Linked DNA regions of Mus musculus: region 2 is linked to region 1. A link is a contact called in public HiChIP or PLAC-seq data. All regions are on one chromosome and are shown on one strand. The core of a region is the stretch at or near the end of the contact, and the rest is flanking DNA. Distances in the headings are between cores, read along the strand shown.

Region 1 (6,269 bases), core at 3,765-6,264:
AGGAAGACTCCAGAAGAAGAAAAGGAAAGCCTTGAGTCAAGTTGGAAGAGGATGGGAGACAAAACTCTGACCTGGTGTGGTTAAGCACCGAATGAATTTTAAACGAAAACCAATACAGCTTCCTAGGAAGGTCTGTTGTACAGATGAAAGGATGTTCGTCGATTAAAGTTCTGGAGAAAGGCTGACAAGTTTAAGCAAAGTTTATTGGAAGGACGCGTCCTAGGACCTGAGTGTCTGACATGGCTGGGATCGCTAGCGTGGGCAGCTGAGGTCAGAACTTACAGAGCACACCCAATCGGGACCCAATCGGGACTCCGCCTCCTCTCTGCTTTTGCTTCAGGAGACTGTACACAGGCTTCCTTCCCTTCCCAGACTTGTGGTTTAGTCATTTTGAAAGAAAACGTCCTCTCTGCTTCCCACGTGAGTCTGGGCGATGTGTTCATTCCTCATCAGCAGTGGCTGAGAATGTCAACGGGAGTGATTCTCCCCCACCTCCCCGAGAGTGCACGGGTGGAGGGATTAAACAGTTCCGGGAAGGGGTAGGGTACACAGACAATGGGTTTCTTCCAAATAAACCTGTAAACAAAGCTTAGAGCTCGGAAGGAAGGTGGTATCCAAGGTTGGTTTGGTGAAAAATGCAAGCAAAGATTACAGCCTCAAGCTGAGAGGATGGCACTGGCCAGCACTGAACTACCAACACGTGTTCGTGGGGAAGGAGGCCCAAGGAGCCCAGCTCTCTCTGCTGCATCTCCTCACACTAGAAAGCACAGGACAGAGATAGCGTTTGTTCCTGTCTCAATCCCACGGAAACACTCACAGCACCCCTCCACGGCCAGAAGCCAACATGACAGTTGGTGCTGGGGAAGAAAGAGCCCATGAAGCCCCATGTCACAGAAAGCAGAAGTGAGCACTTGCACCTGAAATGATTCTGTAAGACATTGCCCTTGGCAGAGATGGGTAAGGGTCTATGACATCTCTTCATCCTCTTACCTTTTATTATTATTTCTTTTATTTAAAATATTTAATTTGCATACCCACTTTCAAGATTCACGTTGGCATTTTTCAAACATAATTCTTTTAGGTTCTTTTTACCTGATGAACCCCTCAAGTCCCTCCCACCTCCCATAGACTCCTTTCCTGTTGTCATCTGTGTCCTGTCAGCTCCCCCTTAACTCTTAGCTGTCCCCTTTCACTGTCTCCTTTTTGGTTTTATAACTCACCTCACATCTATTCCTAGCCCCACATACAAACATTACACATTGGGATCACTTAGTATATTTTCCAACTCCATCCGTGTTAGTGCAAGTCTCATGCTGCCATAGCACACACACACATAGAAGTGTTCACATTACTGTGACATCCAAACATGGGGGCCTTTACAAACAGAATATTGCTGTGTTTTACCAATATGTTGGTCCTCAGTGAATACCATTAGAAGAAGAACAACAGGCAGTGTATGGTAGTTGATACCTAAAGGGAAAGATGGGGAAGTGAGTAAGGTTTTATTTTGTTTATTTAAAAAGCTATCCTGCCAGGTATGCTGGCACACACTTGTAAGTCTAGTATTTGGAAGGTTGAAGGAGGAGGATCATGAGTGTGAGGCCAGCCTGGGCTACATGGTGAGTTCCAGGCTACCCTTGGCTATATAGCCAGAGTTGTTCCCTACTCCTTCTACTTTCATGCCATTCGTGTGTGTGTGTGTGTGTGTGTGTGTGAAATGCATATATAATTTTTAAGTTTAGGTTTCTCATATGAGAGAAGACAGACAATATTTATATTTCTGAGTCTGGTTTATCTTATGCTATACGGTTCCATCTGTTTTCCTACAAAGTATATTGGTTTGTGGCTTTTTTTGTTTTCTGTTTTGTTTTTTTTTCCAGACAAAACTATTTCAAAGAGGAATGTAACCTGCGGCCTCTTGTAAAGATCACTGCTATCATAGATATTTGCCTGTTTTGCTATAAATGAGAAAACTTAGTTTAATGTGTAGGATAAAAATTAAACTTTTATGTTTGTTTTTTTGAGACAGGGTTGCCCTGGCTGTCCTGAAACTCACTCTGTAGATCAAGTTGGCCTTGACTTTACATATATCTTCCTGTCTCTGCCTCTGAGTGCTGGGATTAAAGGCATGCATCACCGTTGCCCAGTTTAGATTTTGCTTTTTAAGAGAAGAAAAAGCTGGGCATGGTAGCACATGGCTGTAATCCCAGACTCAAACAGGAGGATCATTTCAATTTAGAACCTGCCTGGGCTACATAGTAAGTGTAAGTATAAGCTACTAGGCTAATGAGAGCCTATCTCAATTTAAAAAGACAGCCAGGCAATGGTAATACTCACATTTAATTCCAGCACTTGGAAGGCAGAGGCAGGTGGACTTCTGAGTTCAAGACCAGCCTGGTCTACAGAGAGATTTCCCTGATAGCACACACATATACAACAATACAAACAAACAAACACCCCCCCCCCCAAAAAAAAAGGCCAGGGGAGCCAGGCATGGTGACACAGGCCTGTAATCCCAACACTTGAGAGATAGAGAGGCAGAAAGCACAAGTTCACAGCCAGTCTTGGCTACCTGTCCAAAAAGGGGGCACAGGGCACAGAGAAACCAGATGTGATTGCCTGTAACCCCAGCACTCTGAATGTAGAGGCTAGCAGGAGTTCAAGGGCATCCTTGGCTAAATAGTAATATAGAAGCCCACCTGGGCTATCCATGACTCTTTGTTTCAAAAATGAAAATAAGTAAGTAAATAAATAAGTAAGTAGAGCACTGGGAGCCACCAAAGTCTCTTAAAAGAAGAAACAGCAAGGTCAGACTTGCTGTCCAGAGAAGACATGACAGGAGCTCAGGGCAGAGCTGGTAGAGATGCCGGCTGGAAAGATGGTGTGGGGTTAAGTACACGAGCTGCTCTTCCAGAGGACTAGAGTTCAAGCCCCAACTTGGGTTGTTCACAACTCCCTGTAGCTCCAGCTCCTTGGGGTCTGCCACCCTCTTCTGGCACATACACAAAGCACACACAGACACACGCATACAAATATACAAATGATTTTTAAAAATTCTTTAAAAGGGATGGGGGTGAGGACTGAAGTGATGGCTTAGTGGTTAAGAGCACCAAGGTTCTATTCCCAGCACCCACATAATGGCTCACAACCATTCGTAACTCCAGTTTCAAGAAATCCAATGCCCATTTCTGATCTCCATGGTCAGTGATGCATAATATAGGTATCTATTAATTAAGTGCATAAAATAAATATTTTTTTTTTTAAAAATGAACAATGGCTACTTCGAAGAGGCTTGTCTTTTCACTCACGTGTGCACACGTGTGCACACACACTAATATATGAAATTGAAGATAATTATGTAAAAGTTATAATACAGCAGGAGTTGACACATACGAAGGATATCTGGACGCATATATCAGAGTCAAGGAAGAAGAGGGACACATCCCATGATTTGACCTTGTTCCCTCTATATTGCAGAACTAATCTTTTTCATAATAATCTGGCCTCTTTGTGGCTTGTTTAAATAAAAGGATAGATAAGGGGTGCATAGCTTATCGTCTGCATGTTCTACTCATAGCCCCTGATCTATGAGTTCATCCAGACAGGACAAGAGCAGGAGAGCTGTGCCATGGCCTTGACTTTATAACCATGCCTGCAGATCATGGATCAGTCTTAGAACACTTTAAAGAGTCTGGTTATGCCGGGCGTGGTGGTGCACTCCTTTAATCCCAGCACTCGGGAGGCAGAGGCAGGCGGATTTCTGAGTTCGAGGCCAGCATGGTCTACAAAGTGAGTTCCAGGACAGCCAGGGCTATACAGAGAAACCCTGTCTCAAAAAAAAAAAAAAAAAAAAAAAAGAGTCTGGTCGTTTGGGGCTAGAGAGATGGCTCAGTGGGAAAGAGCACAGGTCTGCTCTTACAGAGGATCTGGGTTCCACTCCCAGAATCTACGTGATGGCTCACAACCCTCTGTAACTGTCCCAGCGGATCCTGATGTCCTTACCTGGTCTCTTTGGTCACAGACAAATAGTTGAATAAAACATTGGTAATGAAATATAAAATGTGTATTTTTTTTAAAAAGAAAAAAATCTAGTTATTGGTCTTTCAAACTAGATCTTGTAACCTGAGAAACCAATTTTAATTTTATATCCATACAAAAATAGAAAATTTAATATAATCTATCATAAATTTTGCTACAATATACAGATATAAAACCCAACTAATTAGATATGTTAGCATTATTATATATAATATATGCTTCTATCAGTGCTAATTTCTGGTAATTAAATCAATGTATAAGGAGCCTCCTGTGTCTCTGGCATGCTTTACACAGTGAACCCAGACTCTGGACTTAGCAGACGTAACATTTCTTTTGAAATTGAAGAGTTTAACCTGTCTCTGTTCTGTTTTACCAAGTAAGACTCTAAAACTGAATCAAACATCTGGTGTTTTGTTTTGTTTTGTTGAAGCAGGGTCTCACTGTTGCCCTGGCTTGGCTGGAACTCACCATGCAGATCAGGCTGCCTCTGCCTCCAGGGTGAAGCACAAATCTTTATCTTCACTAATTACCATCAAGATAAAAAGTTAAATTTCCAGATGTATAATTTTCACGTGATAAAAAGCAAGCACCCAAGTGAGAGGGGGAATAAGAGTAAAGTCTTTCAGAACAGTTTGGGGAAACTTGATGGTTGCCTGTCTCTTTTCTGGTTTAGTGACGTCATTAGGATTGCTCTAGAGAAAGAAATTTGGAGCTGAAAGAGGGAATCCTCTCACTGCAAAGAAAGCAGAACTCTAGCCTTGGAGGATCTCTGGGCCAGAGAGCAGGCAGTGGGAGAGAGCAGCTAGGGCCATGCTGCGGAGGTGGGGTGGGTGGAGGCTTACTTAGGACTGAGGACCTCCTGCCAATCAGCCCTGTTTGTTTTTTTTTCCTTTGTCTTCTGTGTTTAGCCTATCAGCTCATCACTGTGGTGATCGCAGCCGCAGGAGGTGGCCTCTTGCTCATCCTGGGCGTGGCACTCATTGTTACCTGTTGCAGGTGAGTGGTGAGACCTCTCATTTAGATCCCCCTTTCAGGACCTGTGCTACTATGCGAAGGTGGATTCTGAACCTTGGGTAAACTAGCACTTGGGAGACTGAGGCAGAAGGAAGATGACTCTGAGGACAGCCTGGGTTTATAGCAGGTTCTAGGCAAGCCTGGACTACATAGTAAGACCCTGTCTCCAAAGCAACAAAATAAAAAGGACTTTATCAAAATCAAAAACAAACTCTGGAGCTGAGGACATGGCTCAGTTAGTAGAGCGCTTGCCTAGCGTGCGTGAAGCCCTGCGCATGCTCCGCGGCCATGCAGAACCAAAGAACAAAGCAAAGTGTCGTCCCTGCGCATGCTCCGCAGCCATGCAGAACTAAAGAACAAAGTGTTGTCCTCCTTATGATCCCAGCCCGGGATGGAAAGGCAAGAAGAATCAAGAATTCAAAATCATCCTTAGCTATAAAGCAAGTGCAAAGCCGGCCAGGAATACAGGCAGCTGTTTTGTTTTGTTTTGTTTTGTTTTTTTAAAATACAACCAAACTTGTTCACACACATTTTTAATCCCAGCACTCAGGAAGCAGAGACAGTTGGATCTCCTAGGTCAACCTAGTCTACATAGTGGGTTCCAGGTTCCCGGACAGCCAGGACTACGCAGCAAGAAGTGTCTTTAAATAAATAAATAACAGAAAATAAGGAATGTTGATGAGAATGTGGCAGAATTGGAGTCCTTAGGCACACATGGCTGGCAGGGATAGAAGAAAGAAAAGCAGCTTTGAATGTCTGGTAAACCCAGGACTCCCAGTCCCAGGAGATGCTTATGAGTCATCTACACAAGAACTTGGACCTGGGTATTCACAACAGTCCTATTCCTGAGAGTCAAAAGGGGGTGGGGAGGGGAGCAGTCCTAGCGCCTACGGGTACAAAACCCAGATGTGACAGAGCCACATTCTGTCAGCCACCGACTGACACATGTGAACCTTCAAACCCTTGTTCTCAGGGAAACGAGGCATCTCAAAAGATCATCTGAAGTGCGATAGGAATAGGAGTTATAAGAGTCTCTGCATCTAATTGAGACAGAAAGTAGGCCAGTGGGAATCTAGGGCAGAGGTCAGGGTGGAGAAGTTGGGCAACTGGGGTTGATTGATAAGGGGTCTGAGACTTCTGGAGGTGACAATGGTCACACCACTGTGAATATGTTTTAAAAAAAATTTTATGAGTACATTGTATGGTTTCGTCAGTCG
Region 2 (6,551 bases), core at 2,672-5,171, 430 kb before region 1:
GAGACCATTTAGGAAGCTGTTCATCCGCTCAGGCAAGGCCAGTGGACGAGCAGAGGATGCTGGCAGTGAGGTGCAGCTTTACTTATGAAGACAAGTTTGTGTCTTTGCCTGTGTGTGTATGTGGATACCTGTGGTTATTTGTGTATGTGTGCCTTGCCTGTGTGTATGCAAGTGCCTGTGTGTACTTGTGTATGGTTGTGCCTCTGTGTGTATATGTGTGCCTTTGTATGTAAGTGTCTGTGTGTGTATCCAAGTGCACTTGTGTGTGTTTGTGCCTCTATGTGTGCCTGTGGCTATTTGTGTATGTGTGCACTTATGTATATTTGTGCCTTTGTGTGTGACTGTGTGTGTATATAGTTATTCTCTTTCTCTCTGTGTCTCTCTCTGTGTCTCTCTCTGTCTCTCTCTCTGTCTCTCTGTCTCTCTCTCTCTCTGTGTGTGTGTGTGTGTGTGTGTGTGTGTGTGTGTGTGTGTGTAGACAACATCCCATGTCTTACTCAACCTTGCTTTTGTGAGACAAGGTCTCTCAGTGAGCCTGGAGTTTGCTTATTCAGCTGGATGGCGGGGCAGCAAGCCCAGAGATCCTCCTGTCCCTGTTGCCCTCGCCCCAGAGCTGGGAGCACAGGTGCACACTGCCTTGAGCAGCTTTTAACATGGCTTCTGGGGAAATCGGACTCAGGTTCTTTTATTTGAGTCAAAAGCACTTTTTTTGATAAAGCCATCTCCCGAGCCCCAAATAATGTATAATTTTCCACCAAAAGAGATTAAATTAAATGAAATTCCATATGTGCATATGCTGACTCGCCCATGCTGTCTGGCCATAGAAATATCATAGAAAAAAGTAGCTAATGACATACGGAAACATATTTCTTATGTCTTCTTAGGTGCAAACAACAGTATTTTGTTGGGAAGAGAGAGTCTGTATTTCCCATTCTAGTAGTTTGTTGGGTGTAGTGGGTGAGAGAGAAGCCATGTATTTAGAATTAGCCAGCTGGGCTGTTGAGATGACCCCCGTTTGTTGGCCACAGGCGTTCATGGTCCCAGCTGAAAACCTATCACTTTCCCCTGCTTTCTTTTCATTGTTTTTTATGAAAGACGTCTTTTTTTTTTCCTTTCTAGTGATGACGCCAAATGATTCCCTAACAGTTTCTTCTTGTTTTGCAGTAATTTGATGTGTGTGTGTGTGTGTGTGTGTGTGTGTATAGGAGACTCGTTCTTTAGAGATGAGAAGACTCGACCTTTCTTTTATTTGGTAGCATTTTCTCACAGGCTTCACCCTCCCAGGTTCTGCACATGTGGAACCAGTGAGACAGAATTGTCCAGCCTGGTCTGCCGCCGTCTGCTGAGGCATCCACCATTGCCTCCAGCTCAGTAGGTCAGTAGGAACAGGAGAGACTGCGGTGACAGGTTCTCCGTCAGTTCTGATTTCTGTGGACAGCAGTTGAACTGCATCGCTAATTGATGTCTTTGTCATCTTCAACCAGCTTTCTGATTCTTATAATCTCATCTGCTACATAATTTCAATTCCTGTTTTGTTAGGGAAAGGAACTAGGACTTATAGGGGAAAGAGTGGTTCCAGTCCTCTTTCTTGTTTGCTTGCTTGTTTTTCCAAATTGGGTCTCACTGTGTAGCCCTGGCTGTCCTGGAACTTGTTCTATAGCCCAAGTTGACCTCAAACTCAGAGATTCACCTGCCTCTCCTTCCCAAGTACTAGGATCAAAGGCAGGTGCCTCCACTGCCTGGCTGTGAAGTCTTCTACCAGAGGCTGGAGAGATGGCTCAGCAGGTAAGAACACTGGCTGCTTCCATAGGACCTGAGTTCAATTCCTAGAACACACATGGCAGTTTACAACTGTCTTTAACTGCAGTTTCAGGGGATCTGACACCCTCACACAAACCTATTGCAGGCAAAATGCCAGTGTACATAAAAATAAATAAAATACCAATTCTCAAAAAGAAAGAAAGAAAAAGGAATAAACAAGTGCTTTTAACTGCTGAGCTATTTCTCCAGCCCCCTAAATAAATCCGAAAGACAGACAGACAGAGAGACTAGTTGCTATGTAATCCTTCTCCCCTTGTATATTTTCTATCTTCTCTCTTGGATTGTGAACTCCATAATCAGGTTACTTTGTTTTATCATCCTATTTCTCTATTCCTATTACCCAAAATGGTGCTTGTTTCGGGGCCCCGGATTGAACAGGGCTCAGGGCAAGTAGAGCCGGGAGCAAGCAGAGTCCAGAGCGAGCAAGCGGGGCCAGAGCAAGAGGGAGAAAGGGAAGGGGGAAGAGAATAGTGCTTGATACTGGACAAGTCCAAGTCTAGTCACCGAGTGGATGAATCGTTGAAGACATCATAGAAAGAGATACAAATGCAATTGTGTAGTTCTACACCTTTAAGATATCCTTGGACTCGAAGCAGTGTGTTGGGGGTGGGGAGGGTGAGTGGGGCATTGCTGCTTATCCTCGATTTAAAGTTTCTGTGGTGTGGTTTGACCTGCACTGTTAGAAACAGGGACCCTCAGTGCCAAAGCCCTCGAGGAACTGAATCTTAAAGATATGTCTTTAAGGGAGCTTTGGCATAACTGTGGCTTTTTGACGAACCTGAAGCCAGCGCATCCAGAAAAGCTGCACCTGGATTCCAGTCCCACAGAGACTCAAGATGGTAAGAACTGTGTCATTTTAAGACACTATATTTTGAGGAGGTTTTCTTTTTCTTTCATCCCTTCCTCCCCTCCCTCTCCCCTCCTCTCCCTCTCTGTTCTCTCTCCCTCTCTCCTTCCTTTCTTCCTTCCTTCCTTCCTTCCTTCCTCCCTCCCTCCCTCCCTCCCTCCCTCCCTCCCTCCCTCCCTCCCTCCCTCCCTCCTTTCCTTTCTTCCTCTCCTGAGACAAGATTGTCTGTGTAACTCTGGCTGTCCTAGAACACAACATGTAGACCAGGCTGGCCTTGAACTCACAGAGATCTGCTTCTGCCTCCTGAGTGCTGGGATTAACAATGTGTACCACCACACCTGGCCAATTTGGGGCGTGTAATCTCTTACACAGTAATAGTAAGACAAAGGTTGGGGGAGTGCCTGGTCTGGAGGTTTTTCAAAGGCAGTGACTGTTTACTGGGTACTTGCTGGATTCACGTGCTTTCACTGTCTGATCGACTTGAGAGGCCTTTCCCTCTTTGAGTCTGTGCACATTTAGGGGAAAACTGGTAAAAGCTCTACCAGGAAGCTGCCAGCTAGCTGCCTCTGCGTGTATCCTAATCCTCCAAGGGGTTGAGATAACGTGACAAGGCTTGAATCTCCTAAACACATGACCACTTTCCAGAGTAGGCAGGGTGTGCACCTCAGAGTTCGTGACAAGCCGGGCTGGGATAATTGGGATCTGGAACAATGGGCCCTTTGATTAGAAAGCTGTATGCTGTGCTTCCCAGAACACCAACCAACCTGCAGTTGGCAACCACGGGCTATTGATGCAGGCCGACTGGATTTAATAGCTCCCCTCCTGGTCTGCACACCTCTGAAGACGTGGTGCAACTTGAACAACCTTCCGTTTTAAAATGACACAGAGCAGGGACTTCTCCAGAGCCACTTCGAAGATGAGCACCTAGCCGGCAACAGGTAGTCCCTTGTTTTGAATCGCAGCCAGAGAACATGATAAACATGGGATTTGGTATGTGTGCACTTGCATGTGCACCCTTGACGTGTGCCCATTTGCATGTACACATTAACCCTTACGTCCCCACTGAGCCTCACATTGAAAACGTCTTCCATGTGCCAGCCAAGGACGTTGGCGAAGCTGCCAAGTTCTCCGGCCAGAACCAGCTAAATCGAGAGTTAGACCGCACTGAGTCAAACACTCCCTCTCAGAGACAGGCCTCTTCCTTGTGAGTAATGTGAGAGCCACAAGGAAGGTGAGCAGGTGGGGAATATGCTCACTGAATGCCACATTCCGTATCCTAGGGAAGAATGTCTGCTCACTGTGAGGAATGTGTTAAGCCCTGAACAGAGGGAACGCAGCTGTGTGGCTTTTTTTCCCCCAAATAAATTTCCTGCTTCTCTGGTAGCAAAGTACTCACACTGCCAGGCTGGACATGACTCTCTCTCTCTCTCCCTCCCATCTCTCTTTCTCTTTCTCTTTCTCTTTCTCTTTCTCTTTCTCTTTCTCTTTCTCTTTCTCTTTCTCTTTCTCTCTCATTAGACTAAAATAACGAAATTCTTTTTTTTTTTTTTTTTTTTCCGAGACAGGGTTTCTCCATATAGCTCTGGCTGTCCTGGAACTCACTTTGTAGACCAGGCTGGCCTCGAACTCAGAAATCCGCCTGCCTCTGCTTCCCGAGTGCTGGGATTAAAGGCGTGTGCCAATTCTTGAGCAGCTTTCTTTGAGAATTCGAGACATCACATAGACAGACAAAGCAGGGTCTTATTGGTAAAACTGGCCTTGTGCCAACGTGGAGATCAGACTTAAGACCTGAGCAAAGTAAGCAGATTGGAGCGGGGCTTTCCACTGGAGGGAGGCATGGAGGGAGGGGGAATACATCAGTCCTACTCCTGCAGAGTGTGAGGGCCTGCAGACACGCTCATTGGTTAGGAGTGGTTACCGTTCTTTTAGGGGATCTGGCAGTTCAGTTCCAAGCACCCACACAGCAGCTCACAACCAAATGTAACTCCAGTTCCAGAGGATCCAGTGCCCTCTTCCGTCCTCCTTGGGTACTACTCTGATGTAGTTCTCATCTGTACATGAAGGCACATACTCATATATACATGTAAGCCTTTAAAAATAGAGTGTAATAGTCAATCTTTTTTTTTTTTTTCCAGACAGGGTTTCTCTGTGTAGCCCTGGCTGTCCTGGAACTCACTCTATAGACCAGGCTGGACTTGAACTCAGAAATCTGCCTGTCTCTACCTCCCAAGTACTGGGATTAAAGGCATGCGCCACCACTGCCTGGCATAGTCAATCTTTATTGTCATTTAAAATGGATTTTAAATCACCTAAGAGACACAGAAGTGGCCAGATATCTGAGGATACTTCCAGAGAGGTTTGACTCGGCCTGAAAGAAGGTAGGGCCCTTCCATGGGCTGAGAATATCAACTTAATAAGAATGGGAAAAGGAAAAACATCTCTCTCTCTCTCTCTCTCTCTCTCTCTCTCTCTCTCTCTCTCTCTCCCTCTCTCTCCCTCTCTCTCCCTCTCTCCCTGGCTTTGGATGAACAATAACCATCAACTGCCTACTCCTGTGACCATGACTCCCAGCTACCATGGTTGTATCCCATTTTAGGTGTTTTTCTATTGCCAGGACCAAAGAAGTCCAGGAAGAGGGGTTCATTTGGGGCTACAATTCCTGAGGAATAGGAGTTCATCACTAGGGACGTGAGGCAGCAGGCAGGCTTGGCAAGTGGAGCTAGAAACTGATGGCTGAGGGCTCACATCTTTTATTATTATTATTATTATTATTATTAAGGATTTATTTATTTAATGCATGTGAGTACACTGTAGCTGTCTTCAGACACACCAGAAGAGGGCATCAGATCTCATTATAGATGGTTGTGAGCCACCATGTGTTTGCTGGGAATTGAACTCAGGACCTCTGGAAGAGCAGCCAGCACTCTCTCCAGCCCGAGGGCTCACATCTTAAGCCACAAACAGGAGGCAGAGAGAGCTAACCTGAGATGGCATGAGTCTTTTATAAACTCTCAAGACAGCCACCAGTGACTCACTTCCACTGCAAGGCCACACCTTCTAAGCTTCCCCAAACTGGGGACCAAGTATTCAGATGTCAGGACCAATTTGAGGATATTCTCATTCAAACCACCTCAGTCCCCTCAGAGTTGATTTAGTCAGGTTTCTGGTTACAGTAAGGGGGACGGTAACTAATGCATCAGGAAATGCTGTCTCTGGGGAAGCACCTCTGGAGGGATCTTTAGGGATGCTGAGGCTAAAAGGGCCTGGGGCTATGGGAGTCCAGTGAGGACAGAATCCAGGCTGTTGTGATTTAAATCTGAAATGTCCCCCATAGACTTGTGTTTTGGATGCTTGTGCGGCTGTGTTTAGAGGTCTGTGCAGCCACTGGGATGTATAAGCTCTGAGACAGGGTCTCTGTGGAAAGTGTTACCCCAGTCAGGTCAATCCCAAAGCCATGAAGGCCTTAGCAGGTCTCATCGTGTAGTCTTGGCTGGCATGGAAGTTACTATATAAACGAGGCTGGCCTTTAACTCAAAGAAATGCCCGTCAGTGGTGGGGCATGCCTTTAATCCCAGCACTCAGGAGGAAGAGGTAGGTGGATTTCTGAGTTCAAGGCCAGCCTGGTCTACAGAGTGAGTTCCAGGACAGCCAGGGCTACACAGAGAAACCTTGTCTGGAAAAACCAAAAAAGAAAAAGAAAAAAGAATTCCACCTGTGTCTGCCTCCAAGTGCTGAGATTAAAGATGTGTGCCCCTGAAGGTTTGGCTAGCCCTTAGTTCTAGCCTTGTTTTGCTTCCTAGTCCACCACAGTGCAGTGATTCCACCCACCATCACGGACAGAGGTGCTCGGTAGGGAGAATCACCTGTCAATAAAATTCTGATT

Evidence for each region. HiChIP or PLAC-seq counts read pairs in DNA pulled down with a chosen protein or histone mark.
Region 2: an H3K27ac HiChIP or PLAC-seq map of extraembryonic endoderm stem cells shows a contact between it and region 1, with 4 times the contacts expected there. The contact joins two enhancer-like sites. A contact is called at or near these places in 4 of 484 Hi-C or Micro-C datasets (bone marrow-derived macrophages, embryonic fibroblasts, liver and 1 more), 4 of 115 datasets of contacts at active chromatin or transcription factors (embryonic basal ganglia, extraembryonic endoderm stem cells, pancreatic cancer cells and 1 more) and 1 of 9 other capture datasets (embryonic stem cells).

Annotation. Positions count from the first base shown.
Region 1 is chr16:33,755,812-33,762,080 of GRCm38.p6, forward strand. Heg1 (heart development protein with EGF-like domains 1) reads left to right here. Exons shown (of 15, transcript NM_175256.5): 13 at 4,947-5,034. Among named protein-coding and RNA genes, the nearest start is that of Muc13, 36 kb to the right of the region's middle. Within about 2 kb of position 5,015, at least 36 of the 459 cell types and tissues checked have an H3K27ac peak or open chromatin away from gene starts, as enhancers often do. A contact at or near this core is called in extraembryonic endoderm stem cells, where this site is marked.
Region 2 is chr16:33,322,875-33,329,425 of GRCm38.p6, forward strand. No RefSeq gene overlaps it. Among named protein-coding and RNA genes, the nearest start is that of 1700007L15Rik, 55 kb to the right of the region's middle. Within about 2 kb of position 3,922, at least 47 of the 459 cell types and tissues checked have an H3K27ac peak or open chromatin away from gene starts, as enhancers often do. A contact at or near this core is called in extraembryonic endoderm stem cells, where this site is marked.